2 separate regions of the Rattus norvegicus genome follow, and region 2 is linked to region 1. Evidence: chromatin contacts called from public Hi-C data. All regions are on one chromosome and are shown on one strand. Each heading gives the region's core, a stretch centred on a gene start, on an enhancer-like site or on the middle of the called end of the contact. The rest is flanking DNA. Distances are from core to core; before and after follow the strand shown.

What was found. Hi-C and Micro-C count contacts between places; a contact is called where the count stands out from the background.
Region 2: a Hi-C map of the A7r5 cell line shows a contact between it and region 1, with 7 times the contacts expected there. The contact joins two enhancer-like sites. A contact is called at or near these places in 2 of 12 Hi-C or Micro-C datasets (the A7r5 cell line and Schwann cells).

The regions. Positions count from the first base shown.
Region 1 is chr3:124,886,443-124,893,372 of GRCr8, reverse strand. All of the region lies in intron 1 of LOC134486427 (a long non-coding RNA gene), which reads right to left. Among named protein-coding and RNA genes, the nearest start is that of Rasgrp1, 210 kb to the right of the region's middle. Within about 2 kb of position 2,867, at least 6 of the 93 cell types and tissues checked have an H3K27ac peak or open chromatin away from gene starts, as enhancers often do. A contact at or near this core is called in the A7r5 cell line, where this site is marked.
Region 2 is chr3:125,276,849-125,283,778 of GRCr8, reverse strand. No RefSeq gene overlaps it. Among named protein-coding and RNA genes, the nearest start is that of Thbs1, 230 kb to the left of the region's middle. Within about 2 kb of position 3,043, at least 8 of the 93 cell types and tissues checked have an H3K27ac peak or open chromatin away from gene starts, as enhancers often do. A contact at or near this core is called in the A7r5 cell line, where this site is marked.

The sequences.
Region 1 (6,930 bases), core at 1,618-4,117:
AAATTCTGAGTGCTATGACCATCAAATACTTAGTGAGAGTTTGTGATGGACCAGGAAGCAAGTCAGTGCTAATAGAGACAGAAAGCAGTATAAAGCAGTGATATGGATTTTAGGAGGGTTACAGAACACAAGACTCAATGATTAGAAAGATAGATGGCATAACACTAACTTCAGTATGTCAAATATGAGGTATATGGGACATATGACAAGGCTTTGAGGTTCAGAGAATGGAAAGAATGACAAAACTAAAAGGATTAGGAAAGGCACCTCAAGGGCAATTAAAGCTAAATATTGTGTAGAATTTGGGCATGAGACTGGCATAAGAAAATCTTGCTAGGCAGGTAAAATGGTCTGAGTAGAAGCAAGAAGATAAACTATACAAGGTCCCTTTAGGAACCAGTATATCAGTGGTCTAGGAAAAGGAATTCATATAAAGTACTATTCTTGAATGGAAGCTATAATGCAAATGTGCCAAAATGGAGTTCTGTTCTTTGTTACCTCACTCACTTACTCAGCAGTACTTAAAACTTTAGAGAGGGACGAAAAGAAAGTGCATCCTCTGCAGGACTGTGGCAATGTTTTCAAATGTGACAATGATGATGTAAGAGAAAGAAAGCAGATGTGAGATAGGCTGGCATCAAACTCCAAGGTCTCAACTCTTCCTAGACCAGGACCACTTGGTTTGGCCAAAGCTCATTATCAGGCTCCTAAATTCCCCAGCCTCCCCAACTCTGTCTCCCTCAAGGCCCATGCTCAGTCCTAACTCTTCTGAAATCATAAGCCCAACACCACCACAACCTTCGAAGTTGATTCTTTCTGATACTCCACATCCGTAAAACATTGTGCATAGTTACCTCTACATTAAAATAAACAGCATTGAGTAATCTATTTAAAATCTTCTATCCACCCAGTGTAGACTTCACATTGGACCCCTGTTCTGTCTAGCCCAAAACATGCGCTCTTAGCAAAAGAAAGTCTCCTTGGTTTGACTAAGAATTTTGCTTTTAAAATCTCTGGAACAGCCTTTGTCCTACTGAAATTTTCCACCCATTAGTCCTTTTCTCCAAGATTTAGACAACAAGTCTTATCTTGTCTATGAGCATTCCACAGAGCCTTCCTAGCCAGGTTAGAAGAATAATGGCTCCATCCCAAAGATGCCCGTGTTTTTGTCCAAGATCCGGCGTGAATAGTATCTATGCTGAATGATAGTAGAAGAAGAGAATTCAAGATGGTAGATGGAATTAAGATGGCTTATCAGATGATTCGGGTATGAAGAAATTAAAGGGACCAATACAATCACAGAGATTTTCAAAATTGAGAAAATGAAACAAGAGAACCAGACCATAAAAACCAGAGAACAGATGAGAAGGGCTCCCAAGCTACAGGACATAGGACACTTCTACAAACTAAAAAAGTAAAAGAAATATACTCCCACCAGAACACCCAGAAAGAATGCTTGGTTTTTCTCCAGGGCAACCCACTTCATACCTCTGACCTCCAGAACTTTTCAAAAAGAAAGGAGCTGATACCTTTCGTCTCTCCTGGCCTCAAACATCCTGTGTTGCCATGTTCCACTAAAGCTCTGATTAGCCGAGATTTCCTATGGAACTAATATGTCCTTGATAGTTCCCCAATAATGCCGCCCTCTGGTAAAATTAAGAGCTGCCAGTGAGGTGCAGGCCTGCCGCTGGGCTCATGCAAAACACAGGCACAAATAGGAAGAGGGCTTTCAAGGCTATCATTTTCTAGCCAGTAAGTGTCTAGGGTTTCACCACAGTGGTTAAGGATGTGTCACCCAGGCGCCTTAGCAAGGAGCACTTCCAACCTTCAATTAAAGAACTATCATTTGCTCTATATATTAACATCCAGAACAATAAACAGACTGCAACATGGTCATTAGAGACAGCCATAATCCATGGCCTGCTGTGTATTGATGTCAAGCCTGCTGCGTTCGACAACTGAAATCATCCCAAAGAAAGCATGTGCTTTCAAAGCCAGTACTCCAGTGAGGATATCCACCCCTGGCTGCCTTCCAGTGTCCCACCTCTGTCTTGATTTAACCACAGAGTTGTAAACCCTTTGTCTCTTACAGAAAGACAACTACTTCTCATGCTGGGAACTGGACTACAGAATTTCATTGGTGGGAGCTAGTGGGAAATCTTTATTGCAGGCTCATAATAAAATTTCAAGTTGTTATCATTCCTAATCTAAAGGATGTCATGATAGAATAGGCCTGAAGACAGACTTGCAAATGCAGCCAATTAAACAAGCAAAACTACCTTGAGGTCATGAAACACAGGAAATGGAGAAAATATAGACAGACAAAAGGCCAATGGAAAGTCTCTCAGCCTCTATGTGGAAAGTGAGCAGTTTTCTTTTCAACAAAGAACGCACGTTTGTCATCTCCTGTCCACATGGCACAGCCGCAAGTCCCACCGATGCAGCCACCTGAGTTGGGGTGCAGGGGGGAGGTGCATATTATAAACGCTAATGGATTACTTAGGAGGCTGCTCATGCACCGTCAAAGAGATATAAAGATCTAAATGATGGATAGGGAAGCCAGGAAAAGAAGTAAACCTCAGCAATCCGACCTACTCTGGGACCCAAAACACAAAAGCAAAGCAAGCAAAAATCATGAATGGGTTAAAAGGCAGAGCTTAGCTCTTAGTGGTGCTGCAGCAACTGTCCACCGGGACACGGCGAGGACCTCAATGGGAACTGTCACTGGGAGGGAATCTGATGTTGGTTATTGCATACAACATACAGCGTCCTTCCTAATTATCGCTTTTGATAGGCATGGGCTACCCTCACGTATCCTCATCTAGAGGCTGTCTCGGGGCTGAGTCACCAGGCCCCGGCCTGTTGGCCTGTTAGGTGTCAGCAGAGTCAGCTGTCTTGCATGACTCAACAGGGATACTTGACGTCCCGAGCATCTTACAGCAGCAGCCTTCCTCAAAAGGAAGCTAGAGAACACACAGGCATGCCAACCTGTAAATATGTGTACATCTTTAGAGGAGTCACTGTTCTTTTGGATTGTGCTGCCTCTGTTTTTGCTAATAAGGTGTTATTTTTATGCATGTGAGAATATATGTGTTTGTTTATGTGGGGGGGTGCACATGTGTAGGTGGGTGTGTGTGTGTGAACCCACACATGAATGTGTGTACAGTACTTACCGAAGTTAGGAGATAGTCTTTAAGAAACAATATCCTTAGGACATCCTTACCAATGTCTATCTCTCCCCCCTTTTTTGACAGCTCCTCTCATTGGCAAGAAGCTCACGAATTAGTCTAGACTGTCAAGTCAGTGAGCCTCAGGGATCCTTCTGTCTCTGCCTTCATGAAAGTCTATGTCACTGTATCCAGCAATTTTATGTGGGTCCTGGATATTAAACTCAGTTCCTTGGGCTTGAATGGCAAGTACTTTTACCAACTGAGCCATCTGTTCTGACCTATGGTATATACATGTATATACCATGTATGCATTTATACCATATATGCATAGACAGAGGGGGGAATCTAATAAGGTCTTCAAAAAAATGTATTCCAATTCTTTTCTGTGAACACAGACTCAGAAGATGTTCTTCAAATGACTGTTCTGCAAATGTGAATGCCCTGTTTGGAATTTGTATTTACAAACAACCAGACACACTCTTTTGTCTTAATTCCAATGAGCACCAATAAGCAGGGGAGGTGAACACATGAGGCAAATTGATGGAGACTTTCAGGTTTTATGGAGAACCTAAAGGACTTTTACAGACCTAGCATGGGTCTCTAGCAATCACAGCCCTTCTCAAAAACTTTTGCCTTGTCCCGATCAGAATTTTCTATGCATTGTCGCCACCTGCTGGGAGATCCTAGGATTGGCTTCTGGTGGCATGTAAGGTGGACACCTGGCCAGCACAGGGAGGTGTGAGAGATGAGATTGTCAAATCCATGCCATGGCTTTCATTCCAGAAGGAGTCACTAACCTGTCCTTGGCACTCAGACTGAATTTTAATAGTCTTCTGGAGACAGAACTCAAGTCTACATTCCCTCTGGTAAATCATCTCAGTGTTGAATCACCTTCTTTCCAAAATATTTTCCCTCTTTGTGATCTCAGTGATACTTCTGTTTAGGTTAATTTTCTACTGATGTGTTTTGATCAGGAATGAAACTAACTGCTTCCAGTTCTCTGGGGGAAAGCCCTCTGCACGCCTACAGAGAGGTCTACAAGTGTGCCTGGTTTCTCTGCAAGTATCTTCAGTTTGTTCTTTTCTTTAAATTGACTTTGTTTGGCCCATTTAAAACTGCACTGTCCATTTCTTTAGTCCATTCCTAAATATTTCCAACACCCCTGTCTCTTTCCATACTGGGAGAACGTGACACCCCAGCGAAGAATCTCGCTGAAGACAAGTACAACAGAATCCTTACCACATGGACCCCTCTCAGATTATCATTCCCTTGCAAACTATTTTCTCAGCACCGGTGTGAGACACACAAGCAAGGTCTGCATAGAAGACAGGATGGCCGTGTCAGAGAGGAGGTAATGCAACTATGTCTGTGCACTGTGTGCAAAAGGGTGTTGACACATAAGAGAGAGGAATAGCCATGGCGCTATGAAAGGCTAGGGAAGGGAAAGAATGCTTCCAGCAAGGGCACATGGAAGGCTTTGTGGAAGCAGTGAGACTGAAGAGCTCTTTGAAGAACATGTAGAATTCAGTTGAACTAAAAAGAGGAGGACTAGGAAGGGACACAGCCTTCTGAAGAGAGTCAAAAAGTCTGATGAACACCCTGGAGCACGGGTATGGATAAAAAGTGCTGGGTGTGGTTGCATTGAGTGAGTCGTGGGCAGACAGGGAAAGGTGGACGGGATTGATTGTGAAGACATTTCCTACAATGGAGTCCATTCAAGAATCCAGGTGTTCTGCTCACTTCACAAAACTCCTTTTGATTTTACCACTTTGGATGCCAGCTGCCTTCACTGTCACTTGCTGTCCATCCAGTGTTGGGATCCAGCCTTAATTTTGAATCGCTGCTATAAGCTGCAGCTTGGCTGTCACTCAGTTCTTCTCTACCTCTGGGCAACCTGTGTGACACTAACCCCACCCCACTCCTTCCTTGTTCAACCCCTCAGAAGACCAGTGTCAGCTGACTAGTTACTCCTGGCTTCTTTTCCTGACACTTTGTCAATAAAGGTAGGGCATCAGACAGTGAGATCCTGGACAAGTTATCCTCCACTGTGACTTCAATCTTCTCATCTTTAAGGAGAGGTGAGTCACTTATTAGAGGTTATATCCCTGTCCACAAGTCATCGCAGCCATTTTTTTGTGGACTCGATTTAGATTCGCTGAAAGAATTTGCTTCTGAAAATGGAGTTTAAAACCAACTGGATCTGTTGTGTAGTCAACCTGCTTTGAGTTATGTGTTTCCAAAAAGGAGAAGGCGAAGGGAGAAGATGAGAAGCAGGCCTGGCTTCCTTCTTGCCAAAGTGCCTCTCTTCCAGAAGATGCTTTTAAAGATAGAAAAAAAAAATGATGGATCAGAAATCGCAGAGAAAAACATGCACCACAGGTGGGCACCCAGCACATGCTTCTGCCAACACTCGTCCTCTTCCACTCTTTTGATCACACTGTCCTTGCTGGATTGAATTATCAATATGGGCAAGTCTTTCCCTCTGTGGTCCTCACTAGAGTCAGTGCCCTGATTTTTAATTAATTCTTATGACAATCCTGTAAAGTTAGATGCTATAAACCCTAGTATATAGACAGGGAAAATTAAGGCTTTGAATTTCTTCTGCCTTATGGTGAGTGAACTTGACAACCATTCTACTGGTGGTTCCCCCCCCCCTTTTTTTAAGGAAAGTAACTTATGCTGACTAGATACATAGAGCCTTATAATAAATTACCTTTGAGGTCCTTCAATCATGGCACCATAAAACACAAGAGAAAAACAATGTCTGCATTTGTAGTCCTGAACCCTCTGAACTTTGGAAGCCTGCAGCTAATGAGCAGTCACAGAAACAAGCTTCTCAGGGAGATCATTTCCACTCCCAGGCCTGAAGTCTAGCCATCATGTGACTTTAGAAGATGTAAACTGGGAAGGGACAGTAACCACAGGGTGGGGGTGATGGCAGCTGGGGAGTCAAGAAGAGACTCTACAGGGGGTGACAGATTTCATCTAAATTGGCCACTTCTGCATGCTTCCGAAGACAGGGAACCAAAAACATATTGATAATTCCAACAGCAGAAAAGCCTTTAAAATGCCCCTGAAAGAAAGAAAGGGCCTTGGGATTGAGAGAGGGCCCGCAGGAATGTGGAACACGCTCCTCTTTTTTTTTTAAAAATACTGCACATTCTTTTTTCACATTCTGTGATTTAAATGAGTTTTACAACCAGCTGGAGCAGATTCTAAGATCTTTTCAAGTTCTGACTTCCTCTGCACTCAGCCCATAGGAGGCCAGTGAGTATGTGTTAATGGATTGACCAACACAGATGCTTTAGGTCCCCACATCCTTAATGCCTAGAAAGCAATAATCAGTGTTACAGTGTTACGTTCACCCTGGAGGCCTCGCCCAGCCCAGCCCACCACTCTTGGTTATGGCTACCATTTATTGTGTCTTGGATTTTCAAAGAACTCTAAGTCTATCATCTTACCTGCCCCACAGAAGGATGCTTCAAAACAAACAGATTTTTTTCAGTTGCAAATAATGGAAACCCAGTGCAATGGAGCTTAACTGGAAATGAGATCTCAGACAGCCAAGGGAAGAATGGAGGCCGATTTGGAGGGCTCAGAGACAGGGCTGGATCAGTGATTCACTCTCGCTATTGCTCTTGCTCTGCCTTCATTCTTCTTTCCTTCCCTTTCCCCTCTTTTCTCTGCCTCTCATCTTACTTTCTATCTCTTATCTCTTCCTACATTTGTCTCCCAGTCTCTCTCATGCTTTATTTGACTG
Region 2 (6,930 bases), core at 1,794-4,293, 390 kb before region 1:
AAACACACATAGAGGCAACACCGTGTGCCCACTGTTAGTAAATGGAAGATCTGGGTGGGCATAAAATCCAATACATGTGAAACTGGTTAATGGTTCTCAATGATGGACTGAGTAAATGAGATGATTGATTACACAGAACGCAGTTTCATGCTTCAACAACAAAATAGCCTTAAGCCTGCTATTTTTGTTCTCGATACACAGAGGACATACTTGAACAGTCCCATTAGGCAATCCCTAGCCATTGAGGATGGCAATTGGAAATAGAAGAAAAGGTTGGCTCCCTGAGTCTGTTTCTCAGAATGGAGGATAATCTGATGCTCCGGCTGTGTTTTAAGTCTGTCTCAGAAACTTGCTTCTGTAATGGTGACTGCCATAGATGCCAGCCTAAACTTGGAGGGTGGCCACCCTCACCCTCTCACTTCAAAGTTGCTAAAGATCTTTTGTTCTCAGGATCTAAGAGGAAATTGCAAGTCATTGCGTTCAGAGAGGCACCTGTGAAAGGCACGCCTTGCTTTGACATGTTAATCAGACACTTCATTTTGATTCATTAGATTTGCAGCCAGCTGCCTTAAAGAACACCTTTCTGGATTTGATGCTCTGGGAACTGCTTCAAAAACCATTTACTGAAATGAGATGACTTTAATTTCTTATCTAAAATCTCTCACTGGGTTCCCTGGTGATTAGCCCCAAAATCCAATTTTGTTTTCCCATCATTTTGTTTTGTTTTCCACTCCAGGTGGCTCCTGATCTCCTCTGGCCACGACTGCTTCCTTTCTGCATAATCTATATGTACTCCCACCGAGAGCCCCTGCCCTTATACTATTCTCTTCCGGGCTAAAACACTGTGCCTCACATCTCCCTATCCTGGAAGTCTCATTTCTCAGTTTGACTTCCCTGAACCATAACCTCTCTCCATCCTATCGCTCAGGCTAGGGTTCTGTGAAGAACTTGTAGGAATGTCAGTTACCTTGCTCATTTGATTTCCGTGATTATTTCCTCCTCGAGGGAATAGAGCATCAAACGATCTTCGTCGCACATGGAGATCTATGCCAGAAGAACGAATGAACACAGTAGACTTTACTCACTGGGACCCACACATTTATACTTTTTTTCCTGAAATGTTAATAGCTGTGGCTGTGCCTGTGAAGCTTGCACATGTCTTATACTCTGAATTTGGAAAGTTCCCCACTGGCTCAAGGTTCAAATGCTTTCTTCCAGTGGGTGACATTTTCTGCTCACTTTGGCTTGTTTTAAAGAGAGACAGACATAGGGATATAGATGTGGGGCATAGGGATATAGATGTTTGGAGGCTAGGTAATCATGGAAACATGTTCAGTCAATTACCTTTACTTTATTCAGAATAGGGAGAGTGTTGTAAATAGTCATCTAACAATTGTTCATTACTCTCACCTTTTCTCGGGAAAAGTCTTTGCCCAAACATAATCTTTATGACTTTGTGTTTTCCCATGGTTGAGGGTTTCATCTACATTTTAGGATTAAGTGATACAAAGTGTCTGAGAAGCCTCTGATATTGGGGCTTTATAATTTTTTAAAATATATTAATGCAAATACTTCAGTTTTCACAGAGGAGTCTACAGTGATGAATCTGTCGCATTCTTTCTAGGTGATCATTTTTTTTTTCCTTCTTTATCTGGAGTGCCCAGTGTAGTGGCTGTTCAGTGCACTATTAAATCAGTGGATGGGTGGAAACCATTGTTATTTCTTCCTTTCCTCTGCCAGCTCTTCATTTGTTTATTGTAAGTGTTGCTCGCTTGAATTTATTTTTCCCTTTGGCAAATTACTGTTCATTGAATAGAACACATTTATAGAGGTGCTTTTCAGTTAGTTTTAGTTTGAATGTTGTTATTATGCATGCACACGTGTATGGACATATGTTTGTACATATATTTTGTCAAGGCATCCGGTCTGATATGGGTTTTAATGTCTAAGCACTGTGAGAATTGGACGACAGTGGCCAAATAAACAATGGGCAAGATGAACAGTGCATTGACTGTAAGTGTTCTTCTCTGGTGTTGGCTCTGGATTACTTGTGACTTTTGACTTATTCATAACCCCTGCCCATCCATTGTCATGATCAGTGATGAAACTCTAAAGTCAAGACATTTCTGAATCATGTCTTAGTATGTTGGGCAATGCCTTTATTTTGGGATTTGGGTTATTTGTGGCTTGCCCTTTTATGGTATAAATGAGCCACACTGTTTATTTCCATTTTGCAATAAAAAAGGTACTGCCTACTTAGCCAGAAGGCAAATACTTTTACTCTGAATTGCTTTCTGGCTATTTTTCCAGTGACATTTGATGTTAAGCTGTGAAACACATTATCCCCAGTCACTTCTCTCATCCATCTCTCCCCTCAAACATTTCCTTTTAGGTGGATCAAAACCAATGCTTCGAAAAGTGAAGCCAATATTATTTGATTGCTTCTTACTGTGTGAAACTACCAGAGAGGCTGGAATAAATGCCCGTTGGGTCCCAGGCTGCTGCCGTCAAAGAATGTCTACTGGCCAACCAGGTGTTCCAGAATATTTTGCCTTAGGGTTGGCCTGCCCAGGGACTGGCATTAACATATGTCTGGGCTTCAGTATTTTCTGTGTAGCTTAGAATGCTATCTTTGGGCACATTTATTAGGTCACATGAGGAATATTGGCTATTGGACAGCAGCCTGCATGGCAGTAAAGTTATATATGCCTTAGACATGTTCTCCAGATATAGAATAATCCTTTTATAGGTCTTCAGATCTTCTGGGTTGTTTTCAATTTTTTCGTTTTCCTACCTGAATGTAGTCTCTGCTCTCCATTTATTTTACTACATTTTCCCTAGCTTCTTTGTTTCTCTAACCATTCAAGACCTTACACTCAAACCTATGCCTTGCTAATCCTAACAGACCTGGCTACCCTCTCACATGTGGAACTCACGCTGCCAAATAGAATCTTAAAACTTTCAACTTCGGACTGTTTCTTTCCAGCTGAAAGTTCCTGTCTGTAGTCTGCCTGCCCTTTGTTTCAGTGATTTCCACTCTGCCTCATTAAGCTTACAGTGCCGCATAGCCGATTGACTCACAGTCTTGGTATGTAGTAGAAGGCTCCTGTCTTTCCTTTGCATTTTGGTGACATTGCTGAGAAATGATCTGGCCTTTGTGACACAGCTGATAAAACATTTTCTGACTTTTAAATAACACCAAGTGGTAGCAGCTCAATAAAAGTTAAATAAAATAATTTCAAAACCAAAAGAATAAAATGGCAGTGGGTTTCCAATTGGCAGCAACAACGTGGGTATTAATACATTGGTTCCTCAAAAGAGAATGAAAATTTTCTCCTCATTTTGCCATAAATGTTCTGTAGATTGAAGAGAAAAGATGCTTCGTGAAATTCACTACGACGTGTCAGCCTATTACTACTGAAGTCTGCCTCAAACCTTGGAAGTATTTTTAGTGGTCTGCGTTGTATTTTGTAAAAAGAAAGAGTAGAGATATGTTTGATGGAGATGCAGTAAGGTGTGGGGGAAGGGGATGCCTCTGCCAGTCCATGCTGAGCCATTCCTTCCCCCTCTGAGGTAGCCACAGGGCGGTAGAGTATAGAATAGAGTTTATTCAGGGCATAGGGAGGGGAGTTAAGAGAAAGGCAGAGAGAGAGAGAGAGAGAGAGAGAGAAAGAGAGAGAGAGAGAGAGAGAGAGAGAGAAGCATAGAGGTAGCCATGATAATGTGGAGAGATGGGGGAGGGAAATGGGGACGGAGAGGATTAAGGAGCTGGAGCAAGAGAGCGAGGACAGGGTGAGCAGCTCCTTTTACAGTCAGGCATACCTGGCTATTGCCAGGTAACTGTGGGGCAGAGCCTAGGCTAAATGCCAACAGTTGGAAAAAGAATGCACACAGGGTAATTCCATTTTACTAATTTAAAAAAAGGAAGCAAGCAAGCAAACAAACAAACAAACAAAACGTGTTCTAATCTTGTGGAAGACCCAACCAGAGCAAACAGAATACTTCTAGAACCATACGACACATTGGCAAATTAAAGGCTCTGAGAAGTTTTATACAAAGGAACTGTCTGATTTGGTATCTCTCACACTTGTTCTCTGAGATTCTGTTATCATAAAATACAAAACAGCAACTCATAACCATTGTCCACAGAAAATACAGACTGGTTTTGATTTTCCTAAAAGCATTGGCATCCTTTAAATAATATATTTGAAACATGGTGATGAAAATGCTCTATGTTTTGAGAGGTAAATCTCTGAAGGGCACGAGCAAGGAGAAGCAGACACTGAAATCCACATCATTGGTAGCAGAAGAACAATTGCGCTGATTCTCCATAAGTCCATGATTCTCAGCGGAGCTGCATATCAGATCCTATCATTTATTGTGTCTGTCTTTGAAGACAGAATAATTGATGGAATTATTTCCAAGACTATATGACAAAAATTATTTTCTGACTCATTAATTCAACATTTTTCCAATGTATCCCTGGTGAATATTCATAATCATGTTGCTTTAATGGGTTCAAGTCATTGGCCATTGTTCTCTACTTCATCAATTAGGTTTCCTACAAATTACACACATGCACATGCACACACACACACCAGACTTCCAAGGGTGTCTGGTTCTCATTCTGTGGTAGTGTGTAATGAAAGGTTATTGTGAACCTGGGCAACAGCTGTCTTGCAGATGTTCCAGAATTAAATGAGCTATACATAAAAGGTTTACTGGAGCCAAAATTACTCACCACGATCCCAAGCATTTTAAATTATTATTTCCCTTTTATTTTCAAACCAAATAATTAAGGAACAATATGTTTTTTTAAAGCCCAATGGACATTCTCATTCAGTCCCTCTCTCCTCACCCTTCCCCTTTTCTCCCTCCACCCCACTCTCTCTCACACACACTCATCTAAGGGTGGAAAACCATTGCAGAAGTACTGGGGCCAACCAGTGATTGACTTTGAAGCTTACCAGGGACACTAGGGAAATCTGGCAGTACATGGATCATGTTTGGAAGACTTACATCAAAGACCTAGTGAGTGTCAGCCTGGCATCTCCCCAGCTTGCTTGTTCAAAGGACGGTGTCTAAAGCTATTTCCATTCCTTATCCACGTTGCATTTTGTGTCACTCCTGTCTTCCAGAAAGTCCTTGAAACTGAAAGGCATGTGCCCAGTGTCAACAAAGATGCAAACTGGCCTCATGTTTCCAACAGGGAGTTGTCAAGTAGCCTGGGGTTTGTGTGTTTTATTTGGGGGATTTTACTGAGCTCTGGAAAGCTCAGTGAAGCTTGGTGGTGAAGCGTTACATGTGCTTTACTCTTTGTGAGGACATTTTCTAATATCAATTAGTTCTCCTCCAGCATCAAGGAACAATTGTCTACACACTACACATATTGGTAGCAGTGAGGGATTGTCACAAAAGGCTCTGCAGTGAGACTGGGTGTGAAATTCAGACGGCTGTAATGGCACCTCATTTCTCACTTTAATTTCTAGGCAATTGGTACCGGACAACTGGACAGCAGAGCTAGAATAACGTTCAGGAAGGGAACTTATCTCAAGACTCTGCCTCGGACAGAGCAGGCACAGGAAGTCCACTTCTGGCTGTGACTTGTATTGGCACTCCATTGCCTGTGTATTCCATGGTGCCACTGCTTGCTCTGCTACCGGTTTAGACTTCACTTTCCATAATGAGCAGATTTGAGTTTAGGATTTTTTTTTTCTCCTCTGAAGAAATCACAAAACCATTTGTTTGATCTTCCATGTTCCAATTCATCAATGAGCCAGTTTCTGGCTTTGGGATAATTCAACAAACAGTGTAGTCACAGTGTTTGAGGGAGTGGTCCTTTTCTGCAGTGAATATAGGGGGATGCAAACTGTAACATATGGCGAATGGCTTCTCTTGGCATCTGCATCTTACATACAATCATGACACACTACACTCTTGAACTCACTTACTCACCCATTAGCCCTATTAAGACCTGAGTTTTTAAATATCAATTGAATCTAAACAAAGAAATGACAAGTCTTCTCTTATCTATGGATCTAAGGTATTTAAATCTTTTTAGTTTTTCATCAAAGAATTCCCAAGACTTTCACTTTGAATTTTCAAAATCCAAGTAGTGTTCTAATGCGTTTCTTTTTATTTGTTTAAGAACTAAGAGCTTCTACTCCGCCAACACTACTTATTTGGTTTAGCTTATGATCATTGCTAGTAGGTTTTCATACTAGATCATTTAAATTTATTTTTCACAGTTTGGGATAAAATCAATCATGTATTTAAGTCTATTAAAGGTTGCTTTTCTGTGCAAGATGATTGTTTTGACTAAGTATATGCAATTACTTGTAAATTAGAAGGAAGGAATTTGGAGATGTGTATCTTACAATTGACTCGGGAAGTTTTTGCTTTTTTTCCTAGATGTGGAGAATCGTAGACAAACAGACAGATGAAGGACTAAGAAGGAACTCAGCTGAGAATAGTTAGTGTTGTGGTTTGCCCTGGAGTTATCTGTATTTTGATGCTAATTCCACTGCTCCAAGGACAGCTGCCTAGTCACATACTCAGCACTCCGGAGACTTCACCAGAAACTTCCCATTGAATTTGTAAAATACAGGTGAGGGGCAGGTACAAGATAGAAGGAGGCCTGTCATTGGAGGAGAAGGAAGGATGGGTGGGAGAGAAGTTTGAAGGAAGAGGAGGAGACTGGAATGAAAAGGGAGACAGGAGGGAGAGAGAGAAGCCGTGTCAGGACAGTGGAGGCTGACTTAAAGATCTCGCTCTGTACATTTACAGGTTGTTATCAATGTTCTTAAGATATGGATGGTACTGGGCTTTGTATGTTTAAGTAGGCAATTATATCTTATTAATTGGATCTAAGATTGTTGTGTTGTGTGTTCTTTTATGTGAGGGTTTGAATGTAGGAAAGTGTGCAGCGGC